2 separate regions of the Sus scrofa genome follow, and region 1 is linked to region 2. Evidence: chromatin contacts called from public HiChIP or PLAC-seq data. All regions are on one chromosome and are shown on one strand. The core of a region is the stretch at or near the end of the contact, and the rest is flanking DNA. Distances in the headings are between cores, read along the strand shown.

Evidence for each region. HiChIP or PLAC-seq counts read pairs in DNA pulled down with a chosen protein or histone mark.
Region 1: an H3K27ac HiChIP or PLAC-seq map of alveolar macrophages shows a contact between it and region 2. The contact joins two enhancer-like sites. A contact is called at or near these places in 2 of 47 Hi-C or Micro-C datasets (embryonic fibroblasts and retroperitoneal adipose tissue) and 1 of 2 datasets of contacts at active chromatin or transcription factors (alveolar macrophages).

The regions. Positions count from the first base shown.
Region 1 is chr9:103,254,154-103,261,715 of Sscrofa11.1, reverse strand. The region is part of intron 1 of NAPEPLD (N-acyl-phosphatidylethanolamine-hydrolyzing phospholipase D); the gene reads left to right. Among named protein-coding and RNA genes, the nearest start is that of NAPEPLD, 51 kb to the left of the region's middle. Within about 2 kb of position 1,830, at least 4 of the 83 cell types and tissues checked have an H3K27ac peak or open chromatin away from gene starts, as enhancers often do. A contact at or near this core is called in alveolar macrophages, where this site is marked.
Region 2 is chr9:102,761,115-102,768,040 of Sscrofa11.1, reverse strand. It overlaps GSAP (gamma-secretase-activating protein), which reads right to left. Exons shown (of 32, transcript XM_021102559.1): 21 at 4,122-4,250; 22 at 2,948-3,006; 23 at 2,237-2,268. Among named protein-coding and RNA genes, the nearest start is that of GSAP, 70 kb to the right of the region's middle. Within about 2 kb of position 2,565, at least 28 of the 83 cell types and tissues checked have an H3K27ac peak or open chromatin away from gene starts, as enhancers often do. A contact at or near this core is called in alveolar macrophages, where this site is marked.

The DNA of each region.
Region 1 (7,562 bases), core at 581-3,080, 490 kb before region 2:
GCAGTTGATCTATCTATAATATGACTCACCTGGTTTACTTTGGCTTATTGGAATGACATGTTTGCTGTATCTGATTAACTTACTGAGAGAAATCATTCCTGAGATACAGCTCTCTGGAAATTAAGAATTAATTTCCATCTTTGTTGACAATGGTTATTTAGCCGTTCCATTTCTGTTTTAACTTTGATTGGTTTTGGTTTATCCTCAGACATCGATGTCGTTTAGAAAGAAGTTATGTACTCTTTAAAAAGAAAAGATTACCTATGTCACACGGTGGTCTGATTTTATTGCAAGAAAATATTAGGTCTATTAGAGAAGAAATTTAGGGCTTGTTTAAAACTTGAGAGAGATTGACTCCAGTTCAAACTGAAATTAAACTGAAAATGTCACAATTTTCAGATTTTATTTGGTTATATCCTCAGACTTTCCTGCTGTAAGAATACCTGCGTCTCTAAGAGAGGAAAATGCTTGGTCCATTTCTCATGCTCTTATTTTTCATTCACGATTTCAAATTGTGCAGATTTGATATTGTAAACTTTAAGTTTTAATTAGTCCAGTTTCAACTGTGTGAAGGACATTTTAATATTAGTATTCCATCATAGGGTTTGGGTTTTGGTGGTTTAGGTGGTAGTCATCTTCATGTATTTGAAAAAGGGTATTATGTTACTTTGATTATTAGTGAGTTTGGGAAATTGGGATTTTTAAGAACATTTTGTCTGTGTTTGGAAAAGTACTGTTTGCCTTTAATTTTGTTGTTGTTTGATTCTGCTTTTTCTTTGTAGTGGTAGATAGCTGTGGGTTTTTCCATTCCATTCTACCCTTTTTTTTTTTTTTTTTTTTTTTTTTTTGTAAATTAGAATATGGCTGTAGCTGGAAGACAATGTTTTCATTGAAGTATTATTGGGGAAGTGAACTGTGCCTGTAATTAATGGTTAACGAGCACTTTTATCCTGAAGGCCTGTAAGGGCATGTATAACACTGGCATTAAAAAAATCACCCATATGATTTCCAGCATAATGTACAAGTCCTGTACCATTCTAGCTGGTAGAATACTGAAGAATTCTACTTGTCTATACTTAAAATACTTTGCTTGATTTGTTTTTTAAATTTAGTAACCACTTAGTGTATTTTTAAATACTTTATTAACAGGTATTTGTGACATACTATGTATGAACTCACATATCCCCAGGGGCAGTTAGTTTTTATCAACTTACCTGGTTAAATGATGTATTATAACTATAATTTACACAGTTTTTTCAAGTACTCTTTTATATATTTATTTTTAGCTTGGTTTTATGGACATGCACTTTGTAAGATTATTAATCCACTTCCACAGATGAAGAAAATAGGAAACTGAGAGTCTGGGAGATTCAATCATTTGCCCAAGAAAGCACAGCAGCCTTGCCCTTTGACAGAATATGCATATAAACTGCTGCTTCTTGTTTGAAAAGGGTATCAATTGTGAAGATGAGAGTGGTTTGGATCAGCAAGCTTTGGTCATCATCACAGCCCTAGGTTGTGCCCCTAAACCTGTTGGTTGTGAATGGTCAGTACTATTGGCTATGACAGAGCACAGGGCTGGCATTTGAATGGATCAGCATAAATTTGAAAGTAATTGAAAATGAACTCAGTATGTGCCTGCTACCTAGAACTATTCTTCTTTCCCCTTGGAGGCTGTAGATTTTCCTGTTTATTTAATTTGGGGGCCTTCCCAGATTAAGAGACAGTAACATATTGATCCAACAGTAAATGCTTATAGACTTCTGTGCTCTTTTGTAATCTCTCTCAGAAGAATGCATTTGTCAGAATAAAGAAATGCCAAGCTTCCTCATTGTTACTGGCCATCCTTAAACTGGGTAGATAACTGTTTTGCTTGCAAAAGATCCTGATGCTAGGACAACTGGAAGATAGCAGTAATTTGTTTTGAAAGTAATTTTTTGTATTTTGAAGGTCCTTCAAACTACAAAGATGTTTATTTTCAAGTTACTATATTCAATTCTTTGGCTTGTTCAGAGAGTTGATGAGAAGTACTACTATATATATTAAGAGTATTGTGCTATTGTATGGTTGAAGTAACTAATGATAGCTTAAAGAGTTTCTGAGCTGAAAGTGCTTTTTTTAAAACTTGAGGCCAGTTTATCTGTTGATCAGCTAAACTAAATGAAAAACCCCTGATAGGGTGAAATGTGTCATTTATCTTCCCATGCTGACCACACACTCTCTTGGTTCTAAGTGTTTCCAAGCATAATAATTCAGGTGAGAATATGGTGAATCAACAGTCCAGGCTCCGTCACCAGCTAGAGCTGGACCCTAGGAGTGTCAGGTAACTCTCTGACCTGACTTGTTTTATCAGTAAAAGAAAGGGGTCACACAGAGATGATTTGAGTCATGGAGCGTTCAAGCTGGAAAGGACCTTAGAGAGTTTGTGGCCAGTCCAAACTCTTTTAACCTAACAGACTTCCTGTTTCTACTTGTGCAAGAGTTTTTATCCTCTCATGATACCACAAAGCTGAAACATCTAAATTAGACGTTTACACCATTTCACAGAGATGAGGTACAGATCTTCCTGATTTTGGATGGGGTCATGTCCTCATAGCCATGATGTGAGTTGAAAATATCATAATTTGAAAATGCGTTTAATACAGTTAACCTATCAAACATTGTAGCTAAGCTTGATCTACCTTCAGTGTGCTCGGAATACTTATGTTAGCCCACACTTGGACAAAATCATCTCACACAAAGCCTATCTTATAATTAAGTCTTAACTCTCTCATGTAATTTATTGAATACTGTAGTGAAAGTAAAAAAGGGAATGGTTCTAAGTGTTTGGGTTGTTTACCATCTTGATGGATAGCCAGTGATCCCAGTCACTCACTGGGAGCTGTGGCCTGCTGCCACTGCCCAGCATGGCAAGGGAGTATTTTTCAGCCCACATATGACTAGCCTGAGAAAAGATGAAAATTCATAATTCAGAGTAGGATTTCTACTGAATGCCTATCACTTTTGCACCATTGTGAAGTTGAAAAATCGTAAATTGAACCATCGTAAGTTGAGAATTGCCCGTACTTTAGAATTCTTGCTTGAAAGTTCATTCCTTTCTCATTCTTTCCTCATTGTGTCTCCGTTTTATAGGGGGAGGAAATGTTTGTGGTGTGTAAGTGTATGTGTGTTGTTTGGAGCCCATTTTTTTAATTGGGTGAAAGTGAATGCTGGGGCAAGTGTGAAATACTATTTGTTCTTTTCTGAGTAACTTTAAGTGAGAACAGTTAAGCAATTAAATAGATTAGTTACATCATTTGAAATCTCCATGTAAAATAAAAAAAGGCAATTGTAAGGGAACTAGTATTTATTGAGTGTCTACTAAGTGCTTTTTACTTTGAAAGGATAAAAGACATTGTTGAAAGCAAGAAGGGCTAGCCTTGGAGTTCCCGTCGTGGCTCAGTGGTTAGGAACCATAAGGTTGCAGGTTTGGTACCTGGTCTTGCTCAGTGGGTTAAGGATCCGGCGTTGCCATGAGCTGTGCTGTAGGTTGCAGACACGGCTCGGATCCCACGTTGCTGTGGCTCTGGTGTAGGCTGGTGTCTACAGCTCTGATTTGACTCCTCACCTGGGAACCTTCATATGCCGTGGGAGCGGCCCAAGAAATGCAAAAAAAAAAAAAGAAGGGCTAGCCTTGTCAGACCATGCTGTTGACTGTGTGCTACTAACTTTATTTTTTTTTTATTTATTTTTTTTTTGGTCTTTCGTCTTTTGTCTTTTTGTTGTTGTTGTTGTTGTTGTTGCTATTTCTTGGGCCGCTCCCGCGGCATATGGAGGTTCCCAGGCTAGGGGCTGAATCGGAGCTGTAGCCACCGGCCTACGCCAGAGCCACAGCAACACAGGATCCGAGCCGTGTCTGCAACCTACACCACAGCTCACGGCAACGCCGGATCGTTAACCCACTGAGCAAGGGCAGGGACCGAACCCGCAACCTCATGGTTCCTAGTCGGATTCGTTAACCACTGCGCCACGACGGGAACTCCGCTACTAACTTTAGAACCTAGGTATCTCTTCAAGATAAATTTATGGAATTATCCTTGCAGATTCATTATGATTAATGGAAAGAGCATAGGCTTTGGGATCTAATCAACTTGAGCTGGATTTCCAGGTACAACTATTACCAGCTTTTTGTCTTTAGGCATACTATTAAACTCTGTAAACCTCCAGTACATCACTTGTAACACAAGGATAATATCTGTCTCATGGGAATGTTGTGAGAATTAAGTCAGATAATATACAATAAAGTGACACATACAAGTGCTCAATAAATAGTATAAGTATAGCAATCATGCGTGCAGCTCTCTGTGTGCACTTTTGGATTGGGAAAGCTCTATTTTTGGATAGTTACCTTTTGTGATTTTATAGCTTCCCTAAGCTTGCAAGGTGTGTGTCATGGTCCAAGCATGGGTTGAAAAAAGAATTTCCAGACTCCAAGTGAGGTAAGAAGAGAGATGAGTTTATTGAGATAATAAATGCTGCTAGTACAGCAGGATGCCTTCCGATGGTCAGGGAAAGCCAACCCCCAGTAGATGTTGGCTGCTTGTTTTTATAGCCAGAGGGTAAGGGAAAAGGTGGTAGGGCTTCGCTGGGGGTCTGAAACTTGCTTCATCCCTGATAAGAGTCTGCTTGGGTAAGCCATTGCTTTATCCTGAGAAAGAGAGCTTACTGGGGTGCTACTTCCTTATCGGAAGGGAGCCAGGCCTGTCACAAACATCACCTCCAGGTTTTGTTGTTTGAGCTGATAATGCTGCAGCTTGAGTTGTACATTATGGTCATTGTATCAGTTAGGATTAGATTGGGGGGCTGTCCAGAGTTGGAAGGTTCAGACCTGGTATATGGCTTCTGTCTGAGGTCCTGGTTATCTATGCCATTCCTAGGAAGTGGCCCTCAGACTCATGGCTCAGGATGACTCCAGGCAGCGGGATGCAGGAAGAATCAAGAATGCTTTCCTTTCCTTTGAGGAGACTGGAAGTGCCAAGTAAGACTTCTGCTTCTGTCGCATTGGCCAAAGTGTTATCCACATGGCAGTCCCTAGCTGGAAGGCGGGCAAGTGTAGTCATTAACCAGTGTATAGCTACCCCAGTGTAGTTCTGTTACTGAGGAGAAATGGGGACTGGACTTTATGGTAGGTGTCTTCTGGTCTTTACTGCTTCGTTACCACTTCACCGTCATAGAATTCAATCACTCAAGTGTTCCCTAAGATTTTTCAATTAATTTTTTTATCTCCACATTAGTAGACTTGGTGAGAATGCGCCCCCCCCCCCTTTCTTTTTAGGGCCTCACCTGTGGCATATAGAGGTTCCCAGGCTAGGGGTCTAATTGGAGCTACAGCTTCCAGCCTACGCCACAGCCAGAGCAACGCCAGATCCGAGCTGTGTCTGCGACCTACACCACAGCTCATGGCAACACTGGATCCTTAACCCACTGAGTGAGGCCAGGGATTGAACCTACATCCTCATGGATACTTACTTGGATTCGTTTCTGCTGCACCACAAGGGGAATTCTGAGAATGCCCTCCCCTTTAAAGGCCTGAACCTGCGGCATATGGAAGTTCCCAATCCAATCTGAGTTGCAGCTGCCGGCCACAGCAACACCGATCGAAGACACGTCTTCTATCTACACTGGAAGCAGCTCATGGCAACACTGGATCCTTAACCCACTGAGTGAGGCTAGGGATTGAACCTACATCCTCATGGATACTAGTAAGATTCATTACCACTGAGCCATGATGGGAACCCCGAGAATGCCCTTGAATTTTGTCTCGTTGTCCTTTGGTTACTTTCGCTTTGCTTATAGTGGGATTCCCAGCAGATTCTTACACAGAAAATTAACTCTATCCCAGGGAAGAGTAATTAGGAGTTTAACAAATATTTATTGGGCGCTCATAGTGTACAGGCTGCTATGGGTTATTATAGACAGTGTGACCCATCCCTGAGTGTGTTTCCTCTTTTTCTTTTTTTTTGGTGGTGGGGCAGGGGTTGGTTTCCTAAGTGCATAGAGTTGAACTTGTGACTCAGGACTGAGTGCCAGCCTGAGACCCATCAAACTTTGTCCTTAGCTATGTAGTCTTCCCAGTCCTGGTACTGTGTGGCCATCCTGGGTTAAGGCCACCTTTCTCATTTAGGGTGCAGAGCGGGAGGAGAAGGCTTGATTGTTGGCAGCTGCCACCCTGGTGTAAATTTGGGGGTATCAGAAGAAAGTCCCTTTGGTCCTTCCTAAATGCTGTCTTTGTGCCGATGGCTGATTCAGAGTGGTAGTTCTCAATCCTGCCTACATATCAGAATCACCCACAGAGGTTTTAAAACTACCTGGGGAGCTCCCCAGCAGACATTTTCATTCAGGAGCCTCTGGTTAGTTTAAAAAAGCTCCATGGGTGGATGTGATATGCAGCCAGAAGTGAGGGTCGATTGGGAAATACTCCAGGGAGGAGTCCCATGTTGCCCCTTTTCAGTCTTACTTGAAATCAGACCCCTCCTTGATAGTCTGTTTTGACCCCCCCCAGAAGGGGAGCTGGGAGAGGTCAGAGGTTAGTAGGGTTACCTGTGTAGGAGATGGAAAACAGGGACATGCTTTAGGGGACATTTAACTGGAGCTGGCCTTGCCTGCCTGTTTGGTTTGTTCCTATTGTGGGAAATTTTTCCTTTGAGCTGAAGAACCTCAGTAACTAGGGCTCAAGCTCTGGGGAGAGTGCTGGATGTGGAAGTGGCCACTGTTAGGATTTTGAGTTTGCACATTTTTCTTCCCTGGGGGGCAATACCGGGAGATGAAGTGGGTGAGGGTGGAGAAGATTATTAGTTTCAGAACCAGGATGCAGTCAAGGCTTATGAGAACCTCCTCTGTATCTGGAGAAGTTGGTGGGGGTCATAGGAGTTGCATTGGAATCCTGTAGAGCATGGTAGTTTCATATTTATTTTAAAGACTTAAGTGAATTACAGGAAGATCAGGGCTTCTCTTAATCAAATATAAGAACCAAAAGACATTCCAGAGTTTATTCTCTTTCAGTTTATTCACACCATTGCCCACAGTCCCCCTGTCCTATTAGTGCAGAAATTTCAAACTGGAATAGTATTCTACTAACCCTTATTAAATAGTGTTTAGGTCATAGTAAAACAGTGGCTTAGTTATTGAGGGTTGACTGTGTACCAGGCACTGGACTAAGGATTATGGACATTTTGTCCAATAGTCTTATGAATAGGCAGCAGACAAGGAAACTAAAGCTTAGAAAGCATGACAAGGGGAGTTCCCATTGTAGCTCAGCAGTAAGGAGCCTGACTAGTAGCCAGGAGGATGTGGGTTCGATTTGTGAGCTGTGGTATAGGTTGCAGACGAGGCTCGGATCCCACCTTGCTGTGGCTGTGCTGTGCTGGGAGCTTGCATATGCTGAGGGTGCGGCCCTAAAAAGACCAAAAAAAAAAAAAAAAAATGGAGTTCCCATTGTGGCTCAGGGGTAATGATCCTGACTAGTATCTGTGAAGATTGGGGTTTGGTCCCTGGCCTTGCTCAATGGATTAAGGATCCATTGC
Region 2 (6,926 bases), core at 1,316-3,815:
CAGTGTGAAAACTCACTTCTAAGCATTGCTGCGTCACCAGAGACTGAAGGACGCAGGCCCTCTCTTAACCCAGGAACAGGAACTTGGTGGAAGGGCTGCTTGAGTCCCTTCTTTCTGACCCCAGTCATAGTTGATTGAGTTACCGAGGTGAGGGGACCGGTCAATTACTGCGGCAAATGATAACTGGCACAAGGTAATTGAAAAACTAGCTAGATCGGGATGGAAAAGAGACATGGAAGGTTACATCAGATGGTGCTTTCTGCACCATGATGTGTACGGCACAGGCGAGACTGGAGGGGCAAACCATGTGTCTTTGAAGATCTGCCCTGGCCTCCCTGACAGAACCTTCGTGCCCATCTTCCTCTCCCAGAACCCAAGCCCCAGCACGGGTCAAGAGGGCAGAACTGCTTCTGCACCCCTTGGGATAAATCCTGTCTGGATCCTACCCGACCTGCCTGATTAAGATGAAACAATACAAAACTAGAGCCCAGCAGCCCTGAATCACACAGAGAATGTTCTGTTTTCTGACACTGATGACATTCTTTCTAGGGAACTAGCACAAGCAAAGCCCGTGAGAGGAAGGGCCAAGTTCCCTGAAGTGCAACAAGAGAGAATGACTAGTGATAGGATGCAAATGGGCCTAAAGTTCAGGAGCAGAAGGAGCTCTGACAGGACACAGGAACAGAGGACACACGGAAGCCCTGGCCAGACCAGCCACACTTCCCATGTTGCAAGTCCCCCATCAGTGCAAGGGGGGAGCCTGAATCCCACACGTTCATGTGTGCCTGGCCTACTGCTCCTGCCTGGTGCTGGTGGAAGACCCGGGGCTTCAGGCCTAATGGCTTGGTCCCCTGGGGCTGCTCAGTGAAGTCACAGCTCACAGGGCCATGCGCACAGCTACAGGATATGAGCCAATGCACTGTACAAAATCATTTCCTCTGGGGTCACCCTGCATGTACCTCAGTGGCCAAGGCTGTAACATGGAAGTGGGGTATAAAAACAACAGCTCTTTTTTTTTAACAGAAGCTGACCTTTAGGAGGTGTGAAAGAGTTCCACTGACAAAACCACAGAAAAGCCTGTGTGTGCATATGCTGAGCATCCTCTTCCCCTGGTTTCCCTCAGCTGAGTCCCCCTTGTTTGTCAAGACTTGGCTTCCACATCACCCTCTCTGAGAAGCCTTTTCCAACCACTGTCCCTACTCCCCACAAGCCCTCACCCCTGCAGCCTGCAGCTGCACAATGCCAGCCCTCTAGTTTAGAAGCTGTGTGTTAGCATTGCTTCCTCACATGCTAAAGATAAAGCAGCCCCCTAGGGCATCCCAGCACCAAGCCAGGGACTGGGCCCTACAAACATTTCCTCTCATTTTCTTCCCACCCTTGCCCTGGGAAGGACAACACACAAAATGAATAAATGGCTTGCCTGGGAGTACAGAGTCAACATGTGGCCAAGCTGGAGCCCAGTTCTGTCTGCTTTGAAGCCATGCTCCTCCCTCATAACCACACTGCTTGTCTAGAGGCCCCTCGTCTTCGCACCCCATGACCTAGCCTCCTACCCCCGTGAGCTAATAACCCAAATGAAAGGACCATGCAAGTCAAAGACCCTTCCCTCATCAGACAGCTGGAGAGAAAGCAGCCTTAAGCCGAGGGAAGTATACTATTCAGGTACAGCAGAGGGCATGTTAATTAGATCAGCTCTATGAGGAAATGTAAGGAAAATCAACAGTGGACTTGTATTTGCCAAGGACGTGGCAGGGTGCAGAGGGATGGCCAGGGAGTTTGCAGTTAGTAGATGCAAACTATTACATTTAGAATGGATAAGCAATGAGGTTCTACTCTATGTACAGAACAGGGAAGTATGTCCAATTTCTTGGGATAGAAAATGATGGAAGATAGTATGAAAAAAGAATATATATATTTTTTCATATTATTACAAGGTCACTTTGCTGTACAGCAGAAATGGAAGGAACATGGTAAATACTTTAATTTAAAAATTTTTAAAAAGAAAAGAAAACAAACAGTCAAAGACTCCTCTGGCAAAGGCACGTTCAGCGGCTGTCCCCAAAGGACCTGATGCCAAGAGAGGCGTGAAAGGAGCTGGGTGACCATTCTGATGGGAAGATAGGAAAGGGTGCTATTGGAAGTGATTTCCCTGCCAACCCACAGTGGGAGGGAGAACCATGTTACAAACAAAATATGGTATGAAACCCAGAAGGCTTCATTACAGGTCTTTTCTTACCCGCACTCCTTGCTTCTAGGTTAGAAATCACCCTACAAAGAAATTAGCCAATGTTATTCACACAGGAAGCATTATTTAAAAGAAAAAAAAAGCCACAATACCATACAGAGACAATGTCCTTTAAAAGCCCATAAAACCACTGCAGAAACTGTTTTCGGGCTGTTGCAAACCTCAAAAACTTTAATCAACTTGGCAAAAGCCACATTAGGCAATTATAAAATCTCATAAGTCTTTAGTGCAAACAATGACAATAACGTAGAACAATTGCGGCACTCAGTTATTGGAAATAATGGGAACAGAAAATAGAACAGGAATTGGAACGGAGCCTATGCTTGTAAGCACTCCGAGATGACTCATCTACCCAGAAAATACACTTTCAAAACAAGAGCAGGCTCACCAGCCCACTAACACTTTTTAAAAATCAAACCACTGTTTGTACCCACCCCTAACATGCTCAGTTAATAAACGCTTTCTTTACCACTTTTTCCTACTAAGTCATCCACCCCCAGGATGTGAATCTAAAAAGTTTAACACATAAACTTTTCCCACTAGAAACTGCAGCTCCAAACTCAAGACTAGGGTGCAGGTGGCTGCATTCCTAAGCAGACAGCATCATCTTGCTAAGGTTACACAACACAAGTAAACTATTTTCCTGAGTTAACTGTAAAAGATAGCTATCTTACAGCTAAACTAATCCCTCGTTTTACTTACTTCATTGCATTATCAAGAATATTTCTCACATACACCATCGACCTTCTTTTTCTTGTTTTCTACAAATGAGGACACATCAGAGGTGTGGAAGTTGAAATTTTGTGGGTGACATTTTACACACGGAGTCATAATGCAGTAAGAGTTAAGAGTTCAGAAAAAGAGATACTTTCCAGGTAATCAGAACACCTAGATTCTTTAAAAATACTAGTAAAAAAAAAAAATCAGTTTTTGGAGTTCCTGTTGTGGCTCAAAGGTTAGCAAACCCAACTAGCATCCGTGAGGACTCGAATTCGATCCCTGGCCTTGCTCAGTGGGTTAAGGATCCTGCATTGCCTTGAGCTGTAGTGTAGGTTGCAGATGTGGCTTGGATGGATCTGGTATTGCTGTGGCTGTGGCGCAGGCCGGCAGCTGTTAGCTCCCATTGGACCCCTAGGCTGGGAACCTCCAGATGCCATGGGTGCAGCCCTAAAAAGACAACCCCCCCCCCCCAAAAAAAAAGTTTTATTCTGAAACCATTACATATCTCCAAGGAGTTAAAAGTCACCTATATATTATGTACAATAACACCACAACTATATCAACAATGCTACTTAGAGAGTTCACGTACCCTCCCCCACCCCAGTGTTTACATCTCATATAAATAACTATAGTGCAACACCAAAATCAGGAACATGGCACTGGTACATTGAGTGTGTACTTCTGCCACACTTTGAACACATGCATAAATTCACATACCACGAGGTACCACCCAATCAAGACACACAACAGCTCCATCACCTCGAAGATCTCCCCTTGCCTACCCTTTACAGGGGTCACAGTCACTCTTCTGCTTTTCAACCATCCCACATGCCCAGCAGCCACTAATTTGGGAACACTTGGATTTGTTTAAATCAATTTATCATGGAGTAATGCAAGAAAACAGGTCAGTCCTGCTTTTTCTATGGACATGCCATGTGTGTCTCTTAAACTCTTTGCATTGCGTTTCCTCTTCAAGAGGAGAGAGATCAGAGAAGCACCTTGGTCAGCCTACCGGACGTTAGCAGCACCCATCAACAGCGCCTGGCAGCTGGGGAGAGCGCTGTGGACAAAGCTAGCCTTGTGACCTCAGGGCATCATCTGACCTTTATCCACTAAGTTTCTGCTTCTAGCTTTGCTCTCAGGAACCCACACGTACCTCTTCCGAGATCAGGCTGAGCCACTCTCTCCTGACCATGCTGTTGTTATAGTGTAAGTGTGGCTTGGAGTACTTAACATATTCCAGGTTGGCATTCAGTTTTTCCCAGTAGCCCTTAAAGCTGTGCACCTGCGGGAGACAAACACACCAAGAGCTTGAGAAGCAGGTCCTGTGGCCCAAACTACCTGCTTGGGCCATGCAGGCCTTGCAGCCAAGCTGGGCTCACCTCACAGCCTCAGCTCTCGTGAGGCAGCATTTCTGAGTGAATACTTCCTACAGTGGATGGCATCCTTGTCCCAAGAGGAATTCTAAAATAGAGAGGCTCAAGGAGTCTTGCCTCCCTCCTTCCTTTTGAGCCCCTTTTGCACAGAGAGCAAGCTGCTCATGTCCCCAAACCAGCAGGACTCCCCTGGGTGAGGGCTAAGCTACACTGAACAGAGTGAGTCATTTCTTCCCCAGAGACCCACGTTGTGTCAACAATGCCCTGGTCAGTGAGAGAATGCTCACCAGATTTGCAGCACATGGAAAAATAGATTTACTTTCTGCTAAGTTTATTGACTTCCAAAGGATCTTTTTCAAAACTCAGGAATCAGAAAGGTAATGTAAACTGCTGTCACATTCAAGGTGTCAAATACTCCAAGACAGGATTGATAGTCATCCATCCCATCTAGGCTTTTGACGTGTTGATATAACTGTACTACCCTGAAGCAAAAAGACATCCTTATGTCATTTTTAAATAAATTGCAAGAGTGATACATTTTTTAATGTCGAAGGATATCCTGACTCAAACATTGTTTTTGTAAATTAATGAAGATGGATTTATGATATACACTTTCTTGCCAAAATATATGCATTTATAAAAGATTTGACTGGGTTCAAGGGTACAACGTGTGGTCATAAATCAAAGGGAGCTAATGCCCGAGTCCCGTCGTGGCGCAGCAGAAACGAATCCGATTAGGAACCATGAGGTTGCGGACTCCATCCCCGGCTTTGCTCAGTGGGTTAAGGGTCTGGTGTTGCCGTGAGCTGTGGTGTAGGTCGAAGACACAGCTCAGATGTGGTGTGGCTCTGGCCGTGGTGTAGACCGGCAGCCACAGCTCCTATTCTACCCCTAGCCTGACAACCTCCATGCCTCAGGTGCAGCCCTAAAAAAAAAAAAAAAAAAAAAAAAAGTGAGCTAATGTCTACTGTGGGAACAGACTTGGCTGCATTGCAAGGAAAAAAAGAACTTTTTAAAGTACCTTTTTTGAAGTAATAGCACATCATCCAAATTCTCACTGAAAGGACAGTCCACAATTGGCTCAAAATGGATGTTGCAATATCAGTAAAGTGAGTTACATAATAAAACTAACCTATTTTAGAAGATTGAAAGGCCTGTCCAGCCAACACCCATTCTCACAGAGACAGGAAAAGCTACTTTCAAGAAAGGGCAGTTCTAGAGGAAATCGGAACCCTGGGGTCAGGTCCCATTCCGCACTTGACCTACCTCACTCATCTTTTCTTTCCCTTTCCATTTCTTTATTATGACTATACCTTTATTCACCCTTTGCTCTTCCGTGTATTGAAAAAAACAATAATAAAGGCAAATCCTGCTGACGTTTGGCAGAATTAGATTCCTGACAGGAAGTCCCTACTATTGCTATTCTACCTCTGGGTTCAGGCAACTGGTGCTGAAAGCTGGAAAACTAATTGATGTTGTGGCGACATCTAGTGGTCGGTCCTGATATTAGTTCTTCCTGCTTTGCCACTGAGTCCTAACAGGTGGTCCACCCAACCTGGCCCAGGACCAGGCAGGGAGGGGAGAAACGCAGGTGCCCTTCTACCTTCTGCAAGCCCTCTTCTCCTCAGGCCAAATGCCACTCTCCTATCAGAAGAACCCACTCTTATTTTCACACTGTGGTTCCTAAGAAAAGATCTTGTCCAAACTACCTTCCTCTCACTCCTCCAAAAAATCCCTTTTCATCCCTGGCCCCAGAGCTTCTGCACACTGTGGGCACTGCCCCCACCCCCCCAAAAAATCACTTTCTTCATAACCTTTTCTTAGCTGAGAATAAACAGATAAAACAAGTCCAAGGACATGTTTCAAAGGGGCTCCTGAGCCCACTGCTGTACGTAAAATGGAGTGTTTATATGAGTTGAAGTTTACTTAAGATTTTCAAAGGAATCCATGGGTTAAAATACTTCAAAACTACTGAGTAAGAAAGAAAAAGGATCTAGGTTCTAAAACGCCAACTTACAGTTAAATAAGGAACACTGGTAGCCAAAAGCTGCAGAAATATTTTAATATAATGTGTTGTTCAGAGAGGTCATTGGGCTGGATGTTATGATGCAGATATTGAGAGAGTACTGAGAAAAAGTTAGTGGAATGTATCATTACTTAGTATTTACTAAATAAGTGAATGTAACGTTTTCTGTTATGAAAATTCAGGAGATCATTGTAAATTGGAAGGTCTAGTTGGAAGCCTGGGAAAGAGATAAAACCCCGAGGGTGAACATGGTAGGTGAAGGGTGAAGAGAGAATGTTCCTAGTGGGGTTCTTAGGAAGGGAGCAAAGATTGAGAGACTGGAATGTGGATTGTGGGTTTAGAGCAGAGACAGAGCTTGAGAGACAGCAGAGAAAATAACCCACAGCACTGCATTCTTTGTGGTGAAGCTACCTGCCTCGAGGGTGTGGCGCCCAACCTCAGCAACCACCTGGGTCCCATTCTCTAAAATCCTCAGTGGTGTGGGCTGTGAGCTGAGCCTGTGAGTTTTAGATGGCCCCCAGGCAAGCCTAACATTCAGCCCAGGCTGAGAACACAGCTT